Linked DNA regions of Triticum aestivum: region 1 is linked to region 2. Evidence: chromatin contacts called from public Hi-C data. All regions are on one chromosome and are shown on one strand. Each heading gives the region's core, a stretch centred on a gene start, on an enhancer-like site or on the middle of the called end of the contact. The rest is flanking DNA. Distances are from core to core; before and after follow the strand shown. Region 1 holds the start of LOC123045539 (CLPTM1-like membrane protein cnrB). Region 2 holds the start of LOC123045538 (protein NRT1/ PTR FAMILY 4.3).

The links. A called contact is a pair of places that touch in the nucleus more often than the background predicts.
Region 1: a Hi-C map of leaf shows a contact between it and region 2, with 3 times the contacts expected there. The contact joins the promoter of LOC123045539 here to the promoter of LOC123045538 in region 2. A contact is called at or near these places in 2 of 5 Hi-C or Micro-C datasets (both in leaf).

What each region holds. Positions count from the first base shown.
Region 1 is chr2B:474,356,589-474,363,205 of IWGSC CS RefSeq v2.1, forward strand. LOC123045539 (CLPTM1-like membrane protein cnrB) reads right to left here and starts at 4,767. Exons shown (of 12, transcript XM_044468622.1): 1 at 4,449-4,767; 2 at 3,007-3,153; 3 at 2,803-2,917; 4 at 2,630-2,721; 5 at 2,403-2,500; 6 at 1,506-1,543; 7 at 1,014-1,249; 8 at 686-779; 9 at 404-594. The coding sequence starts at 4,658.
Region 2 is chr2B:474,020,208-474,027,376 of IWGSC CS RefSeq v2.1, forward strand. It overlaps LOC123045538 (protein NRT1/ PTR FAMILY 4.3), which reads right to left and starts at 4,568. Exons shown (of 5, transcript XM_044468621.1): 1 at 4,274-4,568; 2 at 3,940-4,157; 3 at 2,852-3,295; 4 at 1,735-1,850; 5 at 570-1,641. The coding sequence starts at 4,379. The coding sequence ends at 783.

The DNA of each region.
Region 1 (6,617 bases), core at 3,517-6,016, 340 kb after region 2:
TCATCAACACATGGGTTTTAATAAATGCACCTAAGCAAATGCACAAAACAAGCGCTAACCCAGTATTGCAAATTTGCCACTGAATGATGAGAAAGAAATTCCAAGTGAATAGGTAGTGCTCCCTCTGACTCAAAATATCAAAAAGTGTCTTATATTTTGAGACGGGGGGGGGGGGGGGGGGCATAATTGGTTTCTTCATACATTGACCCATGAGCTTGATTATTTCAATCCTGTGTCTAGCGCTTTACCCAGTGTTTAAAGTATTTACTTTTCAGGTGAAGACAACTAGGATCAAGTAGTTCCATTTAGTGCATATTGCATGTCAAGCATGCCGGCTCTGTTTGTATGCTTTTGTATAAGATACTAACAGAACCAAAGAATACAATCATCATAATAGGCTTACCTCAACATGCATCGCTTTTCCTATCTTCCAGAATTCAATGCACACACCAACTCCAGAGCTAGCAAGAATCATCCATGATGTATCATTGTCAAGCAGGTACAGAAATATAATCAGCTGACAAATGAAGTTCAGAACAACAGATTTCGCTGAAAGACCTTCCATGGACTTGTTTTTATTCCAGAACTGGATATCTGATCAATGTGAAACATCATAAACATATATGAGTTATTGTTGGATTATACTCATTTTTATGGTATTAAATAAACCATGCTGTGCACGTACCATTCTTGAAAGCCAGGAAATCGAACAGAGAGTGGAACAGAGATACAATCATGGTCAATCCCAGTAGATATGGATTTCCTTCAAGGAAAACCCTCTGCAAAAGCAGTCCAAGGTCAGTGAAAACCTGTAACAAGCAAATCTGACTAACACAGCAGGCATATAACAGAATCAACCATTTCCAAGGAACTTGAATTAAAAGTGCATATACTTGGCATCTCACAAAAGAAAGGGTGTAAGGGACTTAGGGACATCACTACCACACAGAACAAAATAGAGTCCAAAAAAAGGGCAGGAGTCTGAATGGGCACAGTTGAAAACTTCCATATACCTTGAGCTCATCAGCCTCGCCTTCAAGCATACTTCCGTAACTACGATGAACTTGGAAAGACTGCTCAATCTGTAGAAATAATTGCCACTTGGTCATGCTGATAGGACTAACTTCAAGGTTCAAGGTCAGTTCCTTCACAGTCTTGTTGAGTGCTGTCAATTTGTCCCTCAACAGCCAAAATTCATTGAAGAATACAGTTGGATAGTAGCTGTTTGTAGTTGGATCCACATTCAAATCTGTATATATATGGTCAAGGAAACACCAATCCTTCCCTCACTGTGAGAAAATGCCAATCTTAACAAGATATATTTTAAACGATACATTAGGTTCACCAGAAGTTGGCTACGTGCAACGTCATCTTCAAGTCTAAAAAATTGATTCAAGTATAAGAATAACATAGCAGTATGCAACACGTGTGTTGGTAGAAAATTCATAGGAAAAAGAAGATAAAAAAGATAATATCACACTATAATTGTTACAGTTGAAGGATACATGGAGCAACATTTGGAGGAATGTTGTTTTGGGGATACCTGTGAAATAAAAATGGTCAAATATCAATTGAAAATTTTGTAGGACAGATGAACAACAACGAAGAACTAAAAGCCGTGAAACTAGAAAGAAACAATTGTGCAGTTGTTACATGGTTAATATGAAGCTGAGATGAGAGAATCCACATATATCAAAATTAACAAAAAGGATCTAAAATCATTAAAAAAAAGGGCAGCCCGGTGCATGTAGCTCCCGCTTGCGCCGGGTCATGAGAAGGGTCCGACCACTTTGGGTCTATAGTACGCAGCCTTTCCCTACATTTCTGCAAGAGGCTGTTTCCAGGACTTGAACCCGTGACCTCATGGTCACAAGGCGACAGCTTTACCGCTGCGCCAAGGCTCTATCGGCAGTTTCAGAAGAATCTTAAACACAAACGATCGCATGGTATAGCAGTGCCGGTTTGTGATTAGCATCCACTGGAAAATAGTTTTCAGCATGCAGATTGCGAGTGTATGCCCTTACGGTTAAAAAAAGTCTACAAAGTCAAACTTCTTTATAATTGACCAAATCTATAGAAAAATGTGCTAATATGCACAACCACGACATCAACTATATATAGTATGATAATATGTTTTATGACGAATCTAATTAAACTAACTTTATGTTGTCGATGTTGATATATTTTTCTCTATAGATAGACTTGGTCAAACCTAAAGAAGTTTGACTTTGGACAAAGCTAGAACTTCAAATAATTTGGAACGGAGGGGGTACTTCATGATATTTAGAAAGGAAAGTAAAAGATATTAATCACGCCAATGCGATTACAATTCAAAATGAATAAATAATAGTTCCAGGCATATACAAGTGGAAATGTAAAATATAGTTTGATCTTGTGCATACCGTGTGAAGTCATCAACAAGATTTATTGTCACATTTGGTTTCCAATAAGAAATATATTCAACTGGGCCCTCCTCTTTGTCTTCGGACTCTTTGTTCTCCTGCAGAAATCAAATGCTGTCTTCTGTTAATTGCTTTTTCATGGGAGATATTCTGTGTTTGCTGGAGATAATCTATACTAGAAATTTCTAGTGCATACTGTCCCAACAATAAAGAATCAAGTTAATGACCTTAGGGGGTAGCTTTTCCTCGGACTCATCCGAATCTCCAAGCAAGCTCTTCTTGTGACCAGCTTTTGATTTCCGCAAGTATGCCACAATAGCTAAATAGGTATAATGCAGTGAGCATTTCATAAAAACATGCAATCAATAAAAAGGACGGTTGAGATGAACAGGAAACTTACGATGTGTCCTTCCAAATGCAGATTTTTGCTCATATTCAGGATCGGTAGGGTCCACAGGGTAACCCGAACGGGAAAAATAAACATGAGCATACAAAGAGCCATTGTGCTTGAGAGCCTATGGCAAGATCCATCGACACAAAATTAGACAATCCAACAAAATATAACCATAACATAATCTGTAAATTGCAGAAAATATTATTCTACCTCCGTTGGATAGTATGTCAGTGTGTGTGTTCTGGTACTGGTAGGTGTCCAGACTGCATATGGTATGTTTGTTTCATGCCAGATGAGTGCATCCTCATTACCAAAGTCGCTAAATTTATCATTCTCCGATAAATACATCCACATATCCTGCAGCAACATAATCATCATCGATTTGTGTTTCAGGAAAACGCAAAATGGGCAAGACTTCAAGACTAGTGCTTCATGCATGCACCGTGCTACCTCCAAACTGTCATAAAATTTGGGTGGCACTACTGAGGAATTTAATAAATCCAGTAACGTCTTTCTGCTTGATTGGTCCCATAATTTCCTAAAAATGCCAAACACGTAAATTTGGCAAGATAACAAATCGGGCCAAATTTACGGCGGGGGGGGTTGACTTCAACTTATAATTTACTGAAAACAGGTACTACATAGAAACATTTGTAATATTCAATTATCTTAATATGTAGACCTGTATAAGACATTACCACATGCCACTGAATCGTCGATTTGACAAAAAAATGGATTTACACCTCCTCGATCAAATATTTGGAGCAATATGATACACCAAGTTATAAGGTCGGTGTGCACCGCATAAACACCAAAAAATAACTTCCCACCAAAAATAAAAAAAGTGACAATGTACCAAATAAATTGTACAGTTGGCTTTATCTCGAGGAATACCTAGTTCAGACAACCTCAACAAAGTCTACATGAAAAACCCATAAAGAAACGTTATCCAAGCATAGTGTGATGTTTTCAGCTTCATTAAGGACACACGGTACATTGCATACTATGACATCCTAAGCTTCATCGTGGACAAACATTTCAAAGAACAACAGATAAAGTGTTTAAATATCAATCAACTTCACAACTCACTAAGGTGAACCAGCTACACCGCATAATCCAAACTTGTCGAGATCTTTGGCGTATCTTCTCTTTTTCCTTGTATACTCTACTAGTTCCCAACAACCAAGAACGCCCTTGGCCTCCTGAGAGGAGATCATAAAGCATCCAACTAACATGCGTGCCTTTCTTTTCACAGTACATCAAACCGCGATGCTGTGGAGCACCACTATCTCCGTGATCTGCTTGTTTTAGAACAAAGGTGGCCTACTTGTTCGACAGCCTCCAACAGGCACACAAACAACAGGTGTCTTCGCATAAAACAAACTAAATCAGCTCCCCAATTATAATAATCAGCACAAATACACCATCTGATATATTAAGAAAAAGAAAAGTTCGAGATCACAGTAAAAAAAACTGCTGAGATCGCTGCACAATTTTCACCCCGGAGCAAGCAGAACCCAACAGCACTGCATGAGGGCGGAGCCCCCCGCCTTTACTGACCCAATAATAAACCGCTCTAAAACCGCCATAGAAACCTAACACGCCTCCTCTAACCAAAATCGAGGTTCCTGGGCTTGGGAGGGCGTTCTCACCATTGGCTCTCCCTTCTGAAAGAGGTTGGACATGAGCAACCCCGGCTCCGTGGGGGCGCGCTTGGGGCCGAAGAACTTGGACGCGAAGTACCAGAACACCGCCATCCGCACGATGCCGGCGAGGCTCTGGCCCAGGCCGCCTCCCTGCCGCCCAGCCGCGGCCTGCCCCTGCGGCTGCGCCGCAACGGCGGCGGCAGCCGGCTGCGACATGGCCGCCGGCGAGTTAGATCGGGGCGAGGAGGGGGTAGGAAGCCGCCGAGATGCGATGGGAACAAGAGTTCTTTTTGGAGGAGCTCTGTGTGATTGATTCTCCGGGGATTTAAGCGGGGGGGTGTGGTTTTACGATAAATTTATAGGTTTCTTTTGCAGATACGTATGTAAGTTGTTGAAAAATTGAGCCTGGAGTCCCTGCTCGTGGGGACGCCGGACTGCTTTGGTTTCGCTGCTTTCAGATACGTAATTTCTGGGAACTTCGGGGGTGCAGGCGGTGAAACGGTAGATGATGCTGGGATTTGCGCAACGAGGCTAGTTGCCGTCTTTAAAGGAGGCAAAATTGTTAGGTGCACCCGAGTCAAGGAATCAGCAGGATTTTTTCTGTTTTGACGATTGATGAAGTGCGTCTAGGTAGATCCGTTTGAACGTTAACGAGGGAGTACAACTTAGACACAACGCACACGCACGCACTCACTGCATGAACAAAAGAGACTCAAGATTGTTGGATTCACCGCAGGTACATCGCTATCGACGTGAATGTCGTCTCCACCAAAACATTAATCTGCATTAACGGGATATGCATGATTGAACCTAGAGCTTAATCTAGTTTTATCCTCCAACAATTCCAGAAGAATCACACGTTCTAGATGATCGGAGATTATGTGCATATGGTCATGCTTTTTACTAAAACTAACGAAATGAGCCTACATACTTCGCTTCTATGATTGCAAATACAAAAGGTCGGTCAGGGACTCATTCTCGTTGTATTTACTATTCAACTCAAGGTCAGTCAAAAGGCCCAAATTTTCGTAAAGCCACAATAAAAGAGCACATATGTTATATTCTTGCTCATTATCGTCTCTAGATCTTAAAAAAATCCCACTAAAAATGTAACCCACCTCATAAAACAAGACAATTATACGAAAGAAAACTTACCCCAACCATGACCAGTGATGTCGCGGCTCAATCCCGCCACTGCCTCTGATTTCTCCTCTAATCCAGTTGATCCCTATGTCGCTAGGAAGGGGTACCCGAGAGGCGATCCATGTCTAGCCATCATTGCCCTCACACGATTCTTATGTTGTCATTGTCATCGGTGATGCTACAATGTCGACGAGCCGTCAATCTCGACAGTGCGGCTCCCTCCCAGCAATGTTGTGCCTTCCGATGATGTCTCGATGGTGCAGCGAGAGATTGATAGAGGAGACGCCATCTCCAATGACTTCCTACGACGTGGTGGTTGGCGGTGGATGGGTCTGGCACGGTTGCGGTCGAATTATCTGGCAAAGATAAAGTCACTCTCTAGATGGGTTTGAGAGAAGGTCGTCGGCTAAGCTTTGACGTGGTGTCAATGGATGAAGGCATAGACTGTGCTTGGTTTTATTATCTAACCAACCAATGGTGTTTCTTCTTCTTCTTACGGTCGATCGTGGGCAATCAACAAGATGGTAGCCTCAGATGGTGGTGTGCCAACCCAAGCGGTGGAGGCGACAGCCTTCACATATGACGATTTCTCCTTCAGCGCGAGCAGTGCATGGGCTCGTTCAACGTGGGAGGTTGGCTCACAATGCACTGTGGGAGCAAGTGTTCGCCGGCAACAAAGTTGGATGACAACATCGCCATCAACAAAAGAGTGTGAAAGTTATTCGGGGCGAAACTTGTGGTAGCCATTTCAACTGGATCAAGCAATGTCAGCGCATGTTTGTATCCTTGCTGAAGATGTTGGTTCGGATTTCTACTTCAAGGGTGATAGTCCCACATTTAACCTTTTGGTTACACCGGGCACATGATGTACGATTGACTATTTCCTTCTTCAAGATCTTATCTTTGAGTATCACGTACTTTATTAGGTTCTAGTAGTGTTTTTTCCTTTTGCGAACAAGTATGTGGAGATGTGAGTTGTCTGTGGTAATGTTTGAATATGTGAGCTGTTGTTGGACTATACATTGTCTTGCC
Region 2 (7,169 bases), core at 3,318-5,817:
CCGCATCATCCGCATAAAGAGACGTTCGCGCCATGACCCCTCTCCCTCGGACCTTGTGAATAAGGCCCTTCCTTGTCGCCACATCAAGGATTTGCTTCAATGTGTCAATAGCTATCACAAAAAGGAGGGGAGAGACGGGGTCCCCTTGCCATAGTCCCTGGCCATGCTTGATGGCGGTACCAGCTACCCCATTCAAGAGGATCCTCGAAGATGAGGAGCATAGCAGAGCCGCAATCCACTCTCAAAATTTGCTTTGGAAACCTCGCCTCCGTAGGAGGTCAAGCAAGTACTCCCATTTGATAGAGTCAAATGCCTTGCGGATGTCCAACTTGAATAGGAGAGAGCGAGTCTTGCTCGTGTGCAAGCGTCGCACAAGGTTTCTAACATACATGAAGTTGTCGTGGAGGCTCCGCGTTTTGATGAACGCACTTTGAGCGTTGAAGACGAGGGCGGACATGTGCGGGCCAAGCCGGATAGCGAGCACCTTCGCGATGATCTTGGCGATTGCATGGATAAGGCTAATGGGCCTAAAGTCGACGATGCTCTTGGCGATTGTACCACCTTCGCGATGATCATGGCGAAATAAGTTTACTGAAGACTATGCTTTGTGGTAGAACTAGCATACATATGCTAATGTACTTCCTTAGCCATGCTAATGTACTTTCTATTCCTTATCAAAGGAAACCTTCTTCTTAACCTAGCACTTCTTTCCCCATCACTATTTTTCATGCATTTCTACATATATCTATACGCATATACAGGTTCAATCTCCATGTAGGTCTTCAGCTGATCTCCTTGGCATCACCCTCTGCTGCAATCTGAGCTGAGGCAGCATCAGAGCCATCGGCACCAGAGTTGTACCACCTTGCACATACCAGGTAGCAGAAGAAGTTGAGCACGCTGAGCGCAGCCAGCATCCAGTAGAAGAGGTCCAGCCTGTCCTTGTTGAGGTCGTTGTCGCCGAGCCAGCCGGCGCCGCCGTGCCTCGCCGTGACCCTGTTCACCGTCGTCACCAGCACGGAGCTGAGGTAGAAGCCGAAGGCGTAGGAGCAGTAGGTGAGCGCGGTGAGGAAGGACTGCATGCCGGCGCAGGCCTGCTTGTAGAAGAACTCGATGAGCCCCACGGCGGTGAACATCTCCGACACCCCGAACACGAGGAACTGCGGCACGATCCACAGCACGGACATCCGCGCCCCGGACGCCGACAGGTCGCGGCGCCGGCGCTCGACGGTGGCGGCGGCGACCATGGAGAAGGCGACGGTGCCGAGGCCGACCCCGATGCGCTGCAGCGGGGTGATCCCGGAGCGCGTCCCCGTGAGCCGCTTCATGAAGGGCACGAGCAGGAGCTCGTACGCCGGGACGAGCAGGAGGAGCATGGCGTAGGGGATGGCCTGCAGCGACGCCGGCGGGACGCGGAAGGCGCCCCCGAGGACGGTGTCCATGGCGCTGCCCTGCTGCACCGAGAAGGTCTGCAGCTGCGCGAGCACGGTGTTGAACACGATGGTGCAGGCGAAGATGGGCGTCACGGCGAGGAGGGTCTTGGCCTGCTGCACCTCCGACACCGTGCACAGCCGCCACGGGCTCTCCGGCTTCGTGTTGCCCCCCTGCTCCGCGTCCCTGACGCACGCCTTGTCTAAGAACCTGCGTGCATGGTTTCACAGCATGTCAGTCAGGCCGCAGAACAACTAACTCAGAGCAATCTGCTCACCAGAACGATGGATGCGGCGGCTCCACCTGAACTTGTTGCCGTGGCGGAAGCTGCCGGCGAGGCGTGCCGGCTCGCCAATTCCGACGTTGCCAGGATTGGTAGGGCAGACCTGCTTCCTCTTGGAGAAGGAGGCGACGAACACCTGCAGAATTTAGCAGTTCGCACCAACTTGTCAGTTTTTTCTTTCTTTCAAGGAAACAGCAGGACTCTGCAGCATATTTTTTACTAGCATGTCACTACAAGTTAGTCAGGATCAGCTGCAAATAGCAAATCTGATGTAAATGTTATTGCCACGCAACTGTATCTTGGTTGACAATAAACAAATGAAGGTCCAAATGTACATTTCTGTGTCAAAATGGTCTTAATCTCATTTGACAAAAACAGCATAAAGCACGGCCCAATATTTTATCATTGTTTGCACAGAGAGAGCTTGTCATCTCGAACCAATGCTGAATAATGCAAGTGCACACATTGCACATCAGCACACGTGATTCAGCACACATAATCCGCAGTCAGTTCTGTCGTTATCAGCAGGACCAAAACCATAGCTGCACGCAGAACTGACATCCTAACAGTCAATAAGTCACAAACCTTTAAGAACTGCACCGCAGACACAACTTGCAGAGAGCACATCGTTTCTAGCTTCCCTAGGTGTATCTGACTAGATCTGATCGGCAAGCAAATATGTAAACTACTTGTACTACCTATCATATGGCCCCAAATTCTAGAACTGTTGAATGTGACAAGGTGAGCATAATGCAAGAATAGCTGACTGACTGAATGATGACGAAACTAAATCTACCTACTATTTCAAGAATAGCTAATCTAATCATAGAGTACTAGCTAGAGGGGGGATATAGTAATGTGATCAGATCATTTGTCTTGTCAAAAGTTCTTGCATATACTGCAGTGTCTTGGAAATTTCTGAAAAGGATTTTTTTAGCAGAAAGGAGATGTTTGACATACTGTCATACAGCAACCTGCCACTAACCTAACGGTGCAAACTTCTTCCAATTTTTGAATGCGCAAAGTTTGTCAGAACACAATTTTTTTGTAGGAAAAAATACAATCAACACGTCCGTCTTTACAATCATTGAGTTATTACTGACTTAATTACTATAGTGAAGTGAAGATTATTGTTACCCTTGCAATAGGAGTGAAGATGCTGCCCTGAGGAGGTTTGTTCCGGTAGAAGGCCGCGCCGGACACGAGGCTGATGAGCCCGGCGGCCATGGCGGCGGCGGAGATGCCGAAGCCGACGTCCATCCCGGAGTGCGTCTGCACCCAGACGAGCGCCGTGAGGGCGACGAGCTCGCCGAGGCAGAAGCTGAAGTAGGCGGAGTTGAAGTAGGTGGAGAGGCTCTTGGCATTGTCGGACCCGCCGGAGCTGGAGAACTGGTCGCCGCCGTGCGCGATCATGTTGGGCTTGAGGCAGCCGCTGCCGAGCGCCACCAGGTAGAGCGCGACGAAGAAGATGCTGGACTTGAAGCCCCTGGCCTGCTCGCAGCTGCCGTCCATGGACGCCATGTTGCACGGCGGCGGCTTCAGCTGCGGAAGGTGTGCTTGCACTGACAGTAGTATGAAGCCCTGTTGACAAAACACACTAGTAAAAATCCAGGCAAAACATACTATTTCCGATTTTATATATATTCGGAATGAAAATAGTTTTTTCTTTACTGTTTCGATTCTTCGATTTCATATTTCTATTTCTGTTAAATCCAGGGTTTTAGGGTAAATTACAAACGTTGTCTGCTACTAGTAAAAGCAAGAAGTGCCTAGGATAGTTGAAAGTAGGCAAGTAACACTAGCACAACTTTCTTGGGACATGTTGTTTTCAGGCAAGCCCCCAAAACAACAACAAACAAATTTCCATTGGCGTGTGTAGTTCTAGTCGCTTTTCTTTCAGAGAAAACAAATGATTATCATATCGTTAGTCCCCGGCCATGCTGCGTGCGTTGAATTCAACCTGGCCCCCAAACCGGGTCCATGCATGGTGATAGGGGCTTTTTTATCTGGCCCATCCAAGTTCATCTCCCTTTTCGTGAAAACAACAGTCAATCGGTCGGTCACAAAGGAAAAACACTCTCACACGTTCCATCTTCCTCATCTTCTTGTCTTGAATGGAACACGCGCAGGCCACCCGTTGGTGGGGTCACTGCTAGCCACTCCTTCCTAGTCGAGTTTGTAGTGCTAGGAGTATATAGATTGTGAGGAAGCATAGTGAGGAGTACCGAGAGCTCGACGAAGCCGAAGGTGAGCATGGTCCAGAAGCAGCCGAGGTAGGAGTCGGAGAGGAAGCCGCCGAGGAGGGAGAGGAGGAAGATGGTGCCCACGAAGTTGGTCACTACGTTGGCCGCCTCCGACAGCGGGAAGTGCATCTCCCCGAACACGTACGTGATGAGGTTGTTCCCCACCGCCGCGATCGCCATGATCTCGAACGCCTGGATCCCTGCACATCAGCCTCACCAATCAGCACGCGCGCCATAGATTGGATAGACAATAGACATTGCTCTATGGCTCGTCCGTATAACGAACTAACTTGATGTAGGTAGGAGTACTACGTACCTAGGACGAAGACGGCTGCGCGCATGCCGCCGTGCCGGCCCGGCTCGCACGGGCGGCCCCGCCAGTCGACGGAGACCTCATGCGCCGTGGAGCTCTCAACGTCCATGCTTTCTAGGGGTCAACCGGGTTAGGTAGCAGCACTCGTGCTCGCAGCCAGTCAGTCACCGCTAGTTTAGCTGAATGACGAGCTCTGCTCTGCTGTGCTGTGCTGCGTAGGTAAATGCCATGTTGGTGGTCGGGGCATTATTTATAGGCGGCGGAGCACAGCACGGCGATGACTCCGCCTGCCCTCTCTTGTGGACGGACGAATGCCGAAAGGGGCATTGAGCTAGTGGCCTTCACTTTCACATCGGAATTTCGGGGTCGATATCGGTCCATAGTGGCAGCGCAGTGCAGGTGTGCACTGTGCAGTGCCGCCCGCGATCGTGTGAGGAGCTGCTGAGTTGGGAGGGCCAAAAGGCGTGTGCACACACATGCATCAGATGGCGTCTGGATATGGATATGGACTGACTTGCTCGAATTGTTGGGCAGGTCCATGTGTGTTTTTGTTCTGCTTTGCTGGAAATCGCAACCAGAGGTCAGCTTCCAGGTCAACAATATATTGTTGTTTTTGTGTTGTGGATTGACTGAAGCAGAGACGTTCAGATAGATAGATATAAGTTGTTTCCTGACCCAAGTTTTGACTGAGATGTAGTACTGCTTTGTCTATATTGGTGAGTTCTTTTCTGTTTTTCTGGAAGACTTATCAGTGAGGAGCTTGTTTCGACAGCTAAAACCACAGCCACACGACGGGATAACTACTTGATGACCCCTAAAATATAGTGGAATTGATGTGTTTACCTGTCCTCGTTTCTGGCGCAGACAGTGGCACGGTGCACACGACACCCGTGCAGGTATTGGTTCTCTCTCGGGAGAGCTGAGGCAGGTACCCTAGCTACGTAGTACTCTGTACTCCCAGCACGTACCAGGAATGTCGATGGATGGAGGACCATCTAGATCGTGCAATGGGACAATACATTCGTACATGCAGCAGATCGGATGCCTAGTACTATGAAGGAAATGATTCGGAGTGGAAGTATATTTAACAGATTTTGCACCGCAAGTTGCATGCTACAATATAGATGGCTTATGTAGGAATACTAGCTCCCCATATGCCAAGATAGATAGATAGATAGATAGATAGATAGATAGATAGATATGCCTCCTGATTCTTGGCGTGCTGTTCAAAAAGACGGCAGCGCCAAATCTGATGTTCAAAAGCCCCCCTGCTTTTGCGTACCCTAGCTGGCTGAGCAGAGCAGAGTAGAGATCACAAGGCATAGATTCGACCGTCACATGCTTTGTTCCAGTGACCCCCTTCAACACACAACACAGATACGTACAGTTAAGAGGTGCCAAATCTAGGCTTGTTAAGAAAATGATGATCCTCAACTAGTACTGCAAAGAACCGAACCGTGTGGTAATAAGTGGTAGTAACTCTCCTTCTGAAATTGATCGTACGTTCGTACGTACTGTACTCCTAATAAACAAACAGTATAGAGAAGTGTGAGTGGGCTGTGGGCACCTAACGCGCACGACATGAAATATTCAGGCATTATCCCACGGACGGAAGCACACACGCACACGCGCTTCTTGGTACGCGGAACGGACCGGCCGCTGTGCTGTGCTAGCTGTACGCGAGTACGCGACGGGACCGAAACGGACGATCGACAGGCCAAAAGAGCTCATCGCGGCGATCCGCGGACTTGTCTCCATCCGGCCAAAAAGAAACGGACCAAATCTCCGGAAAAGAAAGAGCGCCGCTGCGATCAATGCGATCCGGTGACGGGGCGCATGAATTGAATCGTCGTCGTCGCCGTGGCTCATGCACGGACGCGTGATGGCGGATAAGGGAGAGGGGATCGATCGACCGGAGACGGAATTCTTTTCTTTCTTTTATTTATCTGGTGATGATGCTGCAAAGCGCGATGCCTTTGTGCAGCTCATGGGTGAGTTGAGGTCGTCCAGCCTTTGGGTCTCGGCCATTGGAGCAGGGGCACTGTGGCTTGTTTATGGGCACAGTGCTTTTTTGGGCTTCATGGCATGGCAGCAGGATTCCCACTGCTGGATATGTACCCTGAGCATATGGGGACTCTGTTCATATGCTTGAGTTGTTGAGCAGCCATTGGTGTGCCGGTACAGTTGCTGCCCCAGCTGGTTGATTTACGTTTCGAATCAAAGGGCACCTTGGCAGCAGCAGAGCAGGCTTGGCTTGTCAAAATTCAGTGAAACGTGGCCCCAAGTACTGGGCTAGGTTTTACAGGTAGAATCGACTTTTACCTCCGAATAGTTGCAGAGTGTCAGTTACATGATTTTAAGTGTACTAGTATGCTTGCATGTGCATTGCGCGTCTTTATGTTACGGTGTGATTTTGGCCCCAGAAATTAAGTCATTGAGTGCCCGGAGAAATGATTCAAGACAAATGAACATTGTGCATGTAGAAAATGAGAAACAAAAATACTTGTAGTTAGCATAAGAAAGCTTCTTATGTTCATACACAGTAGCTATCATATGCAAAGAAAATATGTCATTTTCACAAAATTGGGATACCCGTTGCTATTTTTTACTAAAGGAATATTTTAGCTTCCACCCAAAAATGCACGCGAGTTATGTGCGCAATGCACCGGTTTGATTTGTTTAATTCTATATATTTTCACTGCTTGTCAGACTTGGTAGTACGGGGCTACTTATTTCTCCTGCCACATGCCATGTACATATGATGTTTTCTGCTTTAGTAAAACAATTTTCACAACTCTAAGGGATGCGACTGTAGCGTGGTGACTTAGGCTCCTGAAACAGACATGCAGTGGGGTCCGTAACTGGTGCTAACCCGTGGATGGGTGCTCCTTATATAAGA